Linked DNA regions of Gasterosteus aculeatus: region 1 is linked to region 2. A link is a contact called in public Hi-C data. All regions are on one chromosome and are shown on one strand. Each heading gives the region's core, a stretch centred on a gene start, on an enhancer-like site or on the middle of the called end of the contact. The rest is flanking DNA. Distances are from core to core; before and after follow the strand shown. Region 1 holds the start of gpr137c (G protein-coupled receptor 137c). Region 2 holds the start of stradb (STE20 related adaptor beta).

Evidence for each region. Hi-C and Micro-C count contacts between places; a contact is called where the count stands out from the background.
Region 1: a contact with region 2 is called in a Hi-C map of whole body, with 2.7 times the contacts expected there. The contact joins the promoter of gpr137c here to the promoter of stradb in region 2. A contact is called at or near these places in 2 of 6 Hi-C or Micro-C datasets (skeletal muscle and whole body).

The regions. Positions count from the first base shown.
Region 1 is chr1:28,490,755-28,495,854 of fGasAcu3.hap1.1, forward strand. gpr137c (G protein-coupled receptor 137c) reads right to left here and starts at 2,092. Exons shown (of 8, transcript XM_040182906.2): 1 at 1,391-2,092. The coding sequence starts at 1,765. It overlaps txndc16 (thioredoxin domain containing 16), which reads left to right and starts at 2,616. Exons shown (of 18, transcript XM_040171760.2): 1 at 2,616-3,311; 2 at 3,389-3,471; 3 at 3,583-3,656; 4 at 3,767-3,841; 5 at 4,432-4,553; 6 at 4,706-4,796; 7 at 4,996-5,100. The coding sequence starts at 3,161.
Region 2 is chr1:28,349,601-28,354,706 of fGasAcu3.hap1.1, forward strand. It overlaps stradb (STE20 related adaptor beta), which reads right to left and starts at 2,200. Exons shown (of 12, transcript XM_040174100.2): 1 at 1,928-2,200; 2 at 1,335-1,465; 3 at 701-781. The coding sequence starts at 1,346. trak2 (trafficking protein, kinesin binding 2) reads left to right here and starts at 2,190. Exons shown (of 15, transcript XM_078101518.1): 1 at 2,190-2,336; 2 at 4,536-4,727. The coding sequence starts at 4,577.

The DNA.
Region 1 (5,100 bases), core at 842-3,341, 140 kb after region 2:
TTTCCTTTACTCTGAATGGATTAAAATGCAGCCGGTCCGGTGCATTCTAGTATAAAACACTGTTTCCCGACCTTGTTGACTTGTACCCTCATGTCACATGACTGCATAAGCTGTGCGAATTAAAGGCTTGTGTTTGTGCAGGTCCAATATTTGATATTTTTGTAGCTCAGTTTTGGTCTCCACCAGGAAAAATTCTTGCTAATTTGGTTCACAACTATAATCAAATAACCGATTATAGCTTCTTTAACGTTTTGTTAAATTACTTTCAGTGTTTGATATCTAGTTGTATTTTAACTGAGACAGTAAAAACTCTAGTAGAAACACTATCTATTAGTCATGTCTGACTTGGCGAGACACAAAACCACAAGTAGGAAAAGTTTGATCTCTGAGCCGCCAGTCACATGGTTTTCCAGACATAGATTGAGATACATTAGTTTTAAACTGGGGAGGAACGTTTTTTTATGCAAAGTAGCATAAGCACCAAACAAAAGGAAAATTGTTTATTCAGCCTTTTGACAGGTTGCAGGTCAAGTGTTTTTTCAGCAGTCCAAAGACAACGTCGGATTCATTACGGAATCTCCCCTCAGCCAGTTGGACAAGCTTCCTTTCCAACTCACACACCCATTTTACGTGAGTAAAGATGCTCCCTGCGTTTGCCTCAGAAGGCCGTGTTTGATCTTCAACCCTACTGAGAGTCCCAAAGTGGTTTGGTGTTTGCCAACAGGAACAAGCCGGTCTTTGACATTTGGGGTGGGCAGGTTTTGAACAACAGCTACTGACCAACTGTCTCTCTTTACTCCATCTTACACACCCCCACCCACACACTCCATTCTTGTCCATTTATTAAACATCGATGTGACGCAGGCTTTTTTTTTCTTTTTCCAACCAGTCGGTCTCAATGTCAGTGGCCTGAACTGAGCCAAAGCGAAGCCCTAGAACCTGATTTGAGTGAATCAACAGATTCTTTAGAACATGTGAGCCTAATGGTGATTACAGTAACCACATTTCACCAGTCTGTGGTGGTAACTCAAAGCAGGAGGGGGAACTATTTCTTAGCCGGGTGCAACTTCCAGGAGTCCCTGCTGGTTGCCTTGCACACAGCATTGACAGGATGATGAGCCATTCCTTTATGGTTTGGGGGGGGGGTCAATAGTCCCCTCTGCTAATATGCTCATAATTAACCAATTAATTATTAGGTCCATAAAACAAACTGTCAAAAGCAATATGGGAGCTGTAGTTGTGGAACAGGCTGCTCGTTTATTTGCTGAAAAAAAATCACAACATGCTTTACTTTGCAAATTAAATGTTTTTGTCAAATTGTTGTTGACAAAATGGCAATGTCGGCTGTTTTGTGCAATCAGGTGCCCCCTACCTCTCCGTGCAGCCTTACCTGTGTGAAGTAGAGGTTCAGTAGGCAGAGTGTGAAGAACTGCAGACAGACGGGGCAGCAGTAGAGCAGCCAGTAGGCCAGAGGCTGCAGCCGGTTGGCCTGCACCACATTTTTAAAGTAGAAGGAGAAGAGTGTCGTCCTCAGCGCGGCCCACAGCAAGCACAGGAACAAAAACACACTCTGGTAGCTGAAGCGCTTGTGTCCGTAGTGCAAAATGAGCCAGAGCTGCAGGTAAACGAATGCGAACAGGAGGGAGTACAGGACGGTGTAGACGGCAGTCAGACTGAGCTCCAGTGTTGGGGAGATCGCGGTATCGGGGGACTCGTTCTGTGAGGTAAACAAGTAGGAATCGACCTCGTCTCTTGTCGAAAACATCTTCACCGGCCGCTCGCACTAACACATGGGATGCTATGGAGGGGGGGGGGGAACACTACAACTGGGTCAGACCCGTGTTAAATGCACCGCCGGTGGAAAAAAAGACGAGGGCAATCGGGTGAAAGCGTGCGACAAAAGCAGTTTAGTCTGAGGGTAAGTGTCATAATGAAGCTCCGCCGGGGTTTAAATCCGATACTAGGCTGAATAAAATATGGGGTTTAGAATTAAAAACAAATGTGCACCGTTTAAAAATATCAAGAAACGGAGGAAGAAAACACGAGAGCGGTCCATCTGTGAATCTCTGCAAGGCTGTTCTCTGCAAAAAACAACTTAAGGGGGGCAAAACCTCCAGATCAGCTGTGATGCCGTTTTAGACCCGCCCCTTTGCTCTCGACTAAAGCGGAAACTGGCGTTTGATAGGCCGCCATTTTGGCTCACAATACGACTAGTTTGCTTGTGAAACAACTGACTCTGGAGCCACAAATTCTGTCCAGTTTCCGAAGATAAATCTACGGACAAATCTACCAAATGAGAGACGTCCTCACGCCCACTTTCGTAAAGCGCTGATTCATTGGCCAAGCCAGCCAACCCAGCCTCCACAGCCTTCTCACGCCATTGGTTCATGATGATGTCAGCTGCGACAGTTCCCGCCCTTAGGTCGCCTGTGATTGGTTACCAACCTGTCTCCCAACCTTATTGGCTCAACGGAGCATACATACGTCGCTTGCTAGGACAGACGCCATCAAAACAATTTGCCAATATTTTACGTCAAGTTGCTGAGCAACAACCGACAGTTGTGAGGGAAACGTGAATGCCTCCAAAATAAAAGCTTTGATAAAATCGTAAAACAGCCATATTATTTGCAGCTACAAATTCTGATGATGTAATTTTCACGATTCTCATGGGAGTTGTATGGACAACTCGAAACCCCTGCAGCACATTTTCCAAATAAGGACTTTATTTTACAATGATAACAGGAAACTGATGTAGCACCAGCAGCTTGACATAAGTATGCTGCATCGTTCTCTAGAGATACATTTTTCAAATTTCACTGCGCAGTTAGATTACAAACCAAACGTTCTAACGTTCACGGACATTTATATTTTGATTTTACTGACAAGTGTCGACGTGAGCGATGCATAAAAAAAACATGCCCAAACATACAGTGGGAAACAGGCCGAGCTAACGCTAAGTAATTAGCATTAGCTAACGTCAGCAACGACACCATCAACCCCAACTTAAAGCATAAGGCACCCTCTGTGGGCTTTGCTGGCGTTAACCGCCCAGGAAGAAGCTGCTGCCTCTTAATAGCCGTCATAATGTAAGTTGTCCTCTTTATTCCTGTGCTTGGTGACACTTTCGCACCTCCTCCAGCCCCGGAGCCGCTCCGGCGCCATGTGGCCGTGCGTGGCCGCTCTCCTGCTGCTGCCGCTGGGAGGATGCGCGCGGAGGACCGGCCCGTCGGCCCTGACCGAGCACACGGCGGCCGACTTCAGCGACGCACTGCATTCTGGGAAGACGCTGTTCATCTATTTCCAGCAACTGGGTAGGTTGCTTTAAAAAGTAGTTTGTGAAATACAGATGTGTCAACAAGCCTCTTCACTCCCTGATCTCTGTCTCCAGTCTCCCCAACCATCTCCCTCTTCTTGGTGGAGTTGGAGCAGTCAGCTGACGCTCTGCAGCATTATGGGGTGCTGGTTGGCAAGGTAACCGCAGGCCTGCTGTCATTGACGTTTGACACAAAAGTATTTGGAGAATTCTTTCATTTTAAACGTTTACCCACATGGGAGGTGTGTTTTTGACCTTTTTCTGTTCAGGTAAACTGCAATAAAGAGTCTTTTCACGGGTACTGCGCCGAGGAGAAGGCCGTGAACACAGTGTTTCTCTTCAGGTCAGCAGCGCGCAGCGGCAGGAGGGAGTTGGCGATTTTGAATTTGTCAGGAGAGACGCCAGAAAACGTGAATTGGGTTGATGTGTTTTTGTCCCGTGTCTTTCTGCCAGGGGTGGGAAGGAGTTCTTGGGTTTCAGTCTGGACATCGTGTTTGACGTCAACTCCATAGTGTCCGAGGTCCTATTGTGAGTAAGCAACAATTCAGTCAGTCTTTCTGAAACATGCAATGGACAAAAACAAATGCTTGGTTTTACAGGATATATCGTTTTCTCTTATTAAAATTATTTAGCAATATATTGCTTAAAAAATATGTATATCTTTTGTAGGACATGCAACATTTTTTTTTAAATTTCTAACTAAACAAATCGATCTCATGCACCCTAGATTTTGACTATCGTGTGAAATACAATAACGGAAACCTAACTTTATTGCATTGAAGAAGCTTTTCTGTACTTCTTAGCTCGATGGCCAATTAATCAACCGATTGTTTCAGTGCTACAAATGTTCGCATTACGTGTGATTGAAGGTTTTAGTTGAGCTGCTCTGGATATATTGGCCAATGCTAACGAGGGCACCAATTAGGACGAATCTGCCTCTCAAAATAGTCCCCTACAAATGCTCAGTTTCCTCCTGTTAAAATGTAACATTTGCCAGCGAACCAAAAGTGAGCTCTGAAGTTCTGATTTGATTTATGTTGGTACGGACCAAACAGACAAGAGACGAGCTCCAGAGGGACCCTTTTGAGAAATACTTAGCTGTAGTCTGTCTTCTCTAGTGCCATTCTGCGTGAAGAGATCAAGTACGTTCACACAGAAACTGACCTGCTGGCAATGGAGAAGGCCGCCAGAGGGAGGAAGGATATCGCTCTGTGTTACGTCAGCAGCCTGGGAACACAAGGTACGGAAAGCAGCCGGGGATGGAGACGATCCGGCTAATGTGTTTTAGGATTGACTTGTGGGTCGCACTGTGAAAGATGGCGAGTCCAATTGATTAACTCAACCGACTGATTCAATTAATTGTATTGTTGTTGCTGATTTGTGTTATTTAAGAGCACAGATCGATGATGGAGACGGCGTATGTGTACGGATCCAAACACCAATTCATCCTCATCACCGGAGGCCCAGTTTTGAGCCACCTGGGGTCGGTTGTTTTATCTTTTTCCCTTTTCTGGATAATGTACCAGATTGTGTTTCACACAGGCGACCGAGATCAGGCGTGTCATCTGTTTTACACGTTTCACGCAACCCTGGAGACGAAAACCAAAGGGAATCGGTCATCGGAACCCCCCGAAGAAGCTTATTCACCGCGCACGTCTCTCCTTCTCCGTCTCGCCTTGCAGTGTCGATGAGACGTCTCGCTCGTCTCAAGTGTGGTTTCTCCACTGCAGCGGCCACAGCAGGTCCATGACCTCCGAGCACTGTCCCTCGACCCGCATGAGCCAACC
Region 2 (5,106 bases), core at 950-3,449:
TTGACAAAGGGTCAGCAAACATAAATGGATGGATGGACGTTGACAAAGTGAAGAGCATTCGTGTGACGCCTGTCTCCATGGGGACAGTCAGTGTGTTTACATGATGGTAGAATTGGAATCTTTGCTTAGTCGGACTATGCTATCTTTTGGGGGGAGGTGCTATTAAGCCAATATACATGGCAGTGAATAAATCGAATCATCGGCCGAAAGCATATCGTCATATCCGATACGATAGGTGGCGCTGTTTTCATTACTACTAGTTGTGATACAGCCAATTTCCGCTTGACCGCTTCACCACTACCGCCAACAACAACAACAACAACATCAACATTACGAGAAAGATGGCGAGCGGAGAGCAAGGTGAAGCTACATCCCTCTACTATTTGTGCATGATGTTAATAGGAGTACAGCGAATGCGAATGCCGCTATTGGCTGATTTGATAACGGAGAGAAGACGCCGTCGGGATCTCAAGCATGCGCAAAGACGCAAAGTCCAGTTCCTCATCCGATTCACCGTTACATGCCGCAATAGTCAAACTATCAACTGGATCGGATCGAGTTATCCAGGGGTGTTAGTCGGATCGTAGTCGGACCGCACAGTCGGACAAAGGTGTTTACATGAAACGAATAATTCGATTTCAGTCCGACTAAGCCAGTTATTCGAATCCATGTAACCACGCTGAATGTCTCGGCTACTGACCAGGAACTGGTGGCTGACGTCCTCATAGCACTCCTCTATGTCCAGGGGCTGGACTTGAGTGTGGGAGATGCAGGAACAATCCTGGTGAAGGGTGGGGGAGGGAGGAGGAGCACAGGTGAGACATGCCCTACGGAACAAAGGAAGGGGTGGAGAGGACACGTGGGAACTTGGGGGAAGGGGGGGTGATACACGACACGGTCAGGGATGAGGCGAGAGCAGAAAGCATCTGGGGAATCTGGGCACTGACGCCGCATTTTCATTGGAAGTGGTGAGAGAACGAGACTCACGACAACAGGCAACAAAAAGAGGCAGCGGAGTGACTGATGTCCCCACAGAGCGCTGCATACATAATCAGATGACCATTACGTGTGAACAATGCTCAGCAGCATCTCACATTTTTTCCATCTATATTATGTATGTTGGTGCAGATGCGTTGGGTTTTCCAGACAAGCCATAGCCGTCTTATACACCTCAGAGAAAGCACACCTGGTTACTGGACACACTTAATGGTGCATCGCGAGGGGACTGGCTTCATCCCACCAGACCATCAACATCTATTAGATCGCAACCCAGCGACTCACACAAAGTGAGAAAAACAACAACAACAGCAACAATAATAATAATATATTCTTACCAAGAAAGACATGGAGGGGGTAACAGGAGACTAGCGTCGATTCCCTGCCCCCCCTCCCCCAAACTGGAGTAGAAAGCAGGCAGCGTCCGTCCGACCACAGACACGCATTCATCCGCCCGCAGCTCACCTGTCTGAGTCAGCACAAACCAAACGATATGAAACATGAAACATCCCCGCCAGGCCGGTTGAGCGACGACACATCGGGAACAATGAAGCCCAGGAAAACATTCCCCGACCAGAAGCTAACATAAAACTGTGTTCGGTTGTGTTGGAGATGTACTTACACTGGGTTATATAACATTATTAACGCCGCTGTACATGTATTACTCAATTGCACGTCAAGGTTATGGCTAGATGCAGCCATTTTTTTGTTGAACCAGAACGCATTTTATTCAACCCGACGGTTGATGTCGTCAGTTAATGGCTAATAACTATTTGTCGAAGTTCGGGAGAGATTTTTTAAAAGCTGCAATGGACGTATATGGTTCAAACGTGATGCCGACGTTAGCTCAGTTAAAATACCTCTTTGTTTCAAGTCTAACGTCATTTGTTTGGAGTAACGTCACCCCGTCACGAAAGGAAAAGTCGCTTACCGTCTCCTCTTGACTGCAACTCGAGCGCTTCGACGTAAACAAGTTAAAAATACTAACAAGAGATTGGTTTTCCGAAGCGATGTTTTATTTACGAACTCCGTGGTCTTTCATTTACTTTGGCCCATATGACGCGATCTGTGCGAAATAAGTATCACGCGTTACAGTCGGAACCGAACCGCACAATATCCCGGCGCTGTTCTTTTTTCCTTTTTGACATGACTTTAAATTTGACAAAGGTAAATGGCGCAGAGTGAATACGTCACCGCGCATATTGTCGCGCGTCGATGACTCGTCGCTGTTCGCCGTCTCCTTCCCTTCCGCTCCATTGTTTCAGTTGTTGGTGAAGATATCGAAATACTCCGTATGTAAAACTGGAATAACAGATGCCGTGGAGTAACACCGACGCAGGGTACGTTTAAAAAAAATTAATAATCGAAAATCATTTTTTAATGTCCTTAGTGTTGAAATGCGTCCGCCCGAGGAACGCCCTCGACTAGAAACAGTGAAGCTGTCATCCTCACTCCACACGTGAAACGTTATGTTAGCTAACGCTAAATGCCTATTAAAATGATCCTACATTTAAATTAAAGGATATTTTGATAAGGGACTAACAACTACCCGAGCTATTTAGCCGTAGCTTTAGATCGCGTAATGGTGACGTTATGGTCGGCCTGCTGTTTGTTTGTTGGTTAGCGTTGTTTTATTATTGTGACCTTTATACCTATATATTACATATGGACACATAACGCTTTAATACACGTAGACACTCAATGTTAGCGGACAGAGAGAACAATAAGCGTGCCGTTATTGAAAAATTCATTGATAGAACATATACGTCCTAAAATAACGGATTTGACATCGATGGGATGCAGCTTTAAATGTCCTCTTTCAAATACAATCTTTATAATTGTTTTAATCGTGCCGAAATGCAGAGCCGCAAAATTATGCTCTACCAATCATTAGGTTATTTGACCACTGAAACATCTTCATGATAAGTCTTACTATGGTCTATAAATAAACGGATTTAGGATGAATCCATTTCTTCATAGTCGACGGTGGCACATATGGAGGTCAGATCAGATGTGTGTTTCCTGCTGTTGTTGGTGATAGTTAGATCAAACTGTACAGTTTACTGCTTTTGGCATTTGACATTTATACTGCTGCACTTGGTTGTAGGTCGCTCTGGATGAGAGCGGATTAGACGTGAAGGGAGATGGAGCCTGTAAAAAGCTGAAGTAAGCATCCGGTCCCTCTGTGACAGATTGTTACTTGTGTGAAACGCTGCCGTGTCGTCGGTGTTTCGCAGCGCTACTATCTTGCGGCTGTGCTTACCTTTTTACACGTTTATAACGCGCAATAATCGGTCACCAACATTAAGTGGTGGGTTTCCGCATTGAGGTCTGGATTTTCTCCAGCGTATTGATAGATTTGAGTTTTTGTGGGCGCTGGCTTATTGTCATCTTGTGGTTTTTCCAGTTTGAAGGGAAATACGCTCGTGGGAGCACTCATCTCTCACTGTTCAATTTCCAGGCACAGAGCTGTCTGTCTGGTACGGTGTTAATCATGCAATGACTCAAGGGCGCTTGTCCCTGATCAGCCGTTTCATTTTAAATCGGGCAGCGGGGAGGTTGCCATGACAAATATGGAAAAAGATACTCATACTGAGCCATTCAGGATGATTAATACAAGCAATATCATATGTGAATGTTTCTATATTATTCCATTACCGATGAGATTTATGGGTCAGTTCGATATGATCTCCCAGGCCTCTAATGCCGAACGGCCCATTTGGACTGTAGCGTTGCACGCATGACGTTAATCTCCTTCATAGAACAAACAGTGACGGCTTCAATGTTACATAAGCACAGGATGGATGTTGCCCAAGGCCTGTTTTTCCACAGACATGCCCACACACACACACACACACACACACACACACACACCCACACGGACAGGAGATCAGTGATGCAGATGCTCTTGGGGATTCATGAACCTGCACGGTTATTAGAGTAGCTCTTAGTAAAAAATTAACAACAGCACGATAAAACTCTCTGTCTACTTAGAAGAACAAGTTTTATCCGATAAGATCGATTTATTACTCTGGGAAATCAGCTGTGTAACGTATGGAGGAAATGAAAGATGCTGTAGAATTGCATTATGGGAAGTGTAGAATTCAGCGTTTTGGTCCATCACTCGTACCAAGGCGGGGAAGTCAGAATGTCTCCCTTCTGCGGTTTTGATTTTGTCTATTCTTTTTAAAATCTATCTCTCACAAGCCTCCCAACGTGGAGAAGTGGGATGCTGAATTGTTGTAGTCGCTCTTTAATTAAGTTTTGAATGTTTTCATCAGCAATGAGTTATTTGGAACTAAATAAATGTGTGAAATGAAAACGAAAAAGTTACAGTACAGTACAAAATGAGAGAAAAAAGAATGTTCATCCTGTCTGACCACTTTAAGGCCCAGATTATTCCCTACAGACACTCAACATCCTGTCAATGTTGAGTGTCTGTAGGGACCCCCCCCCCCCCTCCCCAACAACCCTCTGCATATCTTCTTCTCTGGGACTATTGCTTCTTTGACACTCCACTCTTCTCCCCTCAACTGAAGGTGTATGCGGGCACCACCGGTCAGTGCTTGGACAGGATGTGATGTCCCAGCGGCAGCGGCTCCCGGTCCAGCTTTGTGTTAGCGAGCGGGGACCGCCGCCTCCCTCCACCCCCTCCCCCCTCTCCCGCTCCACAGACATGTTTGAGGTCAAATCCCGGGCGGTGGAGAAGAAGGAGTCGAGCACGGAGACGGGTAGGGCGTCTGCAGTGTGTCCTATGTGTACATTTTGAGTTCTAACCCCCCCGCTGCCCTGCAGTACAGTTTGCTGTGTCTTTGGGCTCGATGCTATAGTTATCGCCTCATGTCCCAGTAAACCACAAAGGACACACAATCACACACTCACACACACACATAAGCACTCTCGAAGGCTTCATCAGCCCACACTCGCTCTCAGGAAATCTCACCAGGGCTGCAACTTTTCTTACGAAATGAAAGCCTCTTTAATTTATGTTGTCATGGTAAAATTATTACTATTATAGCATATAAATATGGCAACCAGGCACTTGGTACAAGCTGTTAATATAATGCTGGTTATTAGTAATTCACATGAGCCAGACCTTTATTTTGGGGA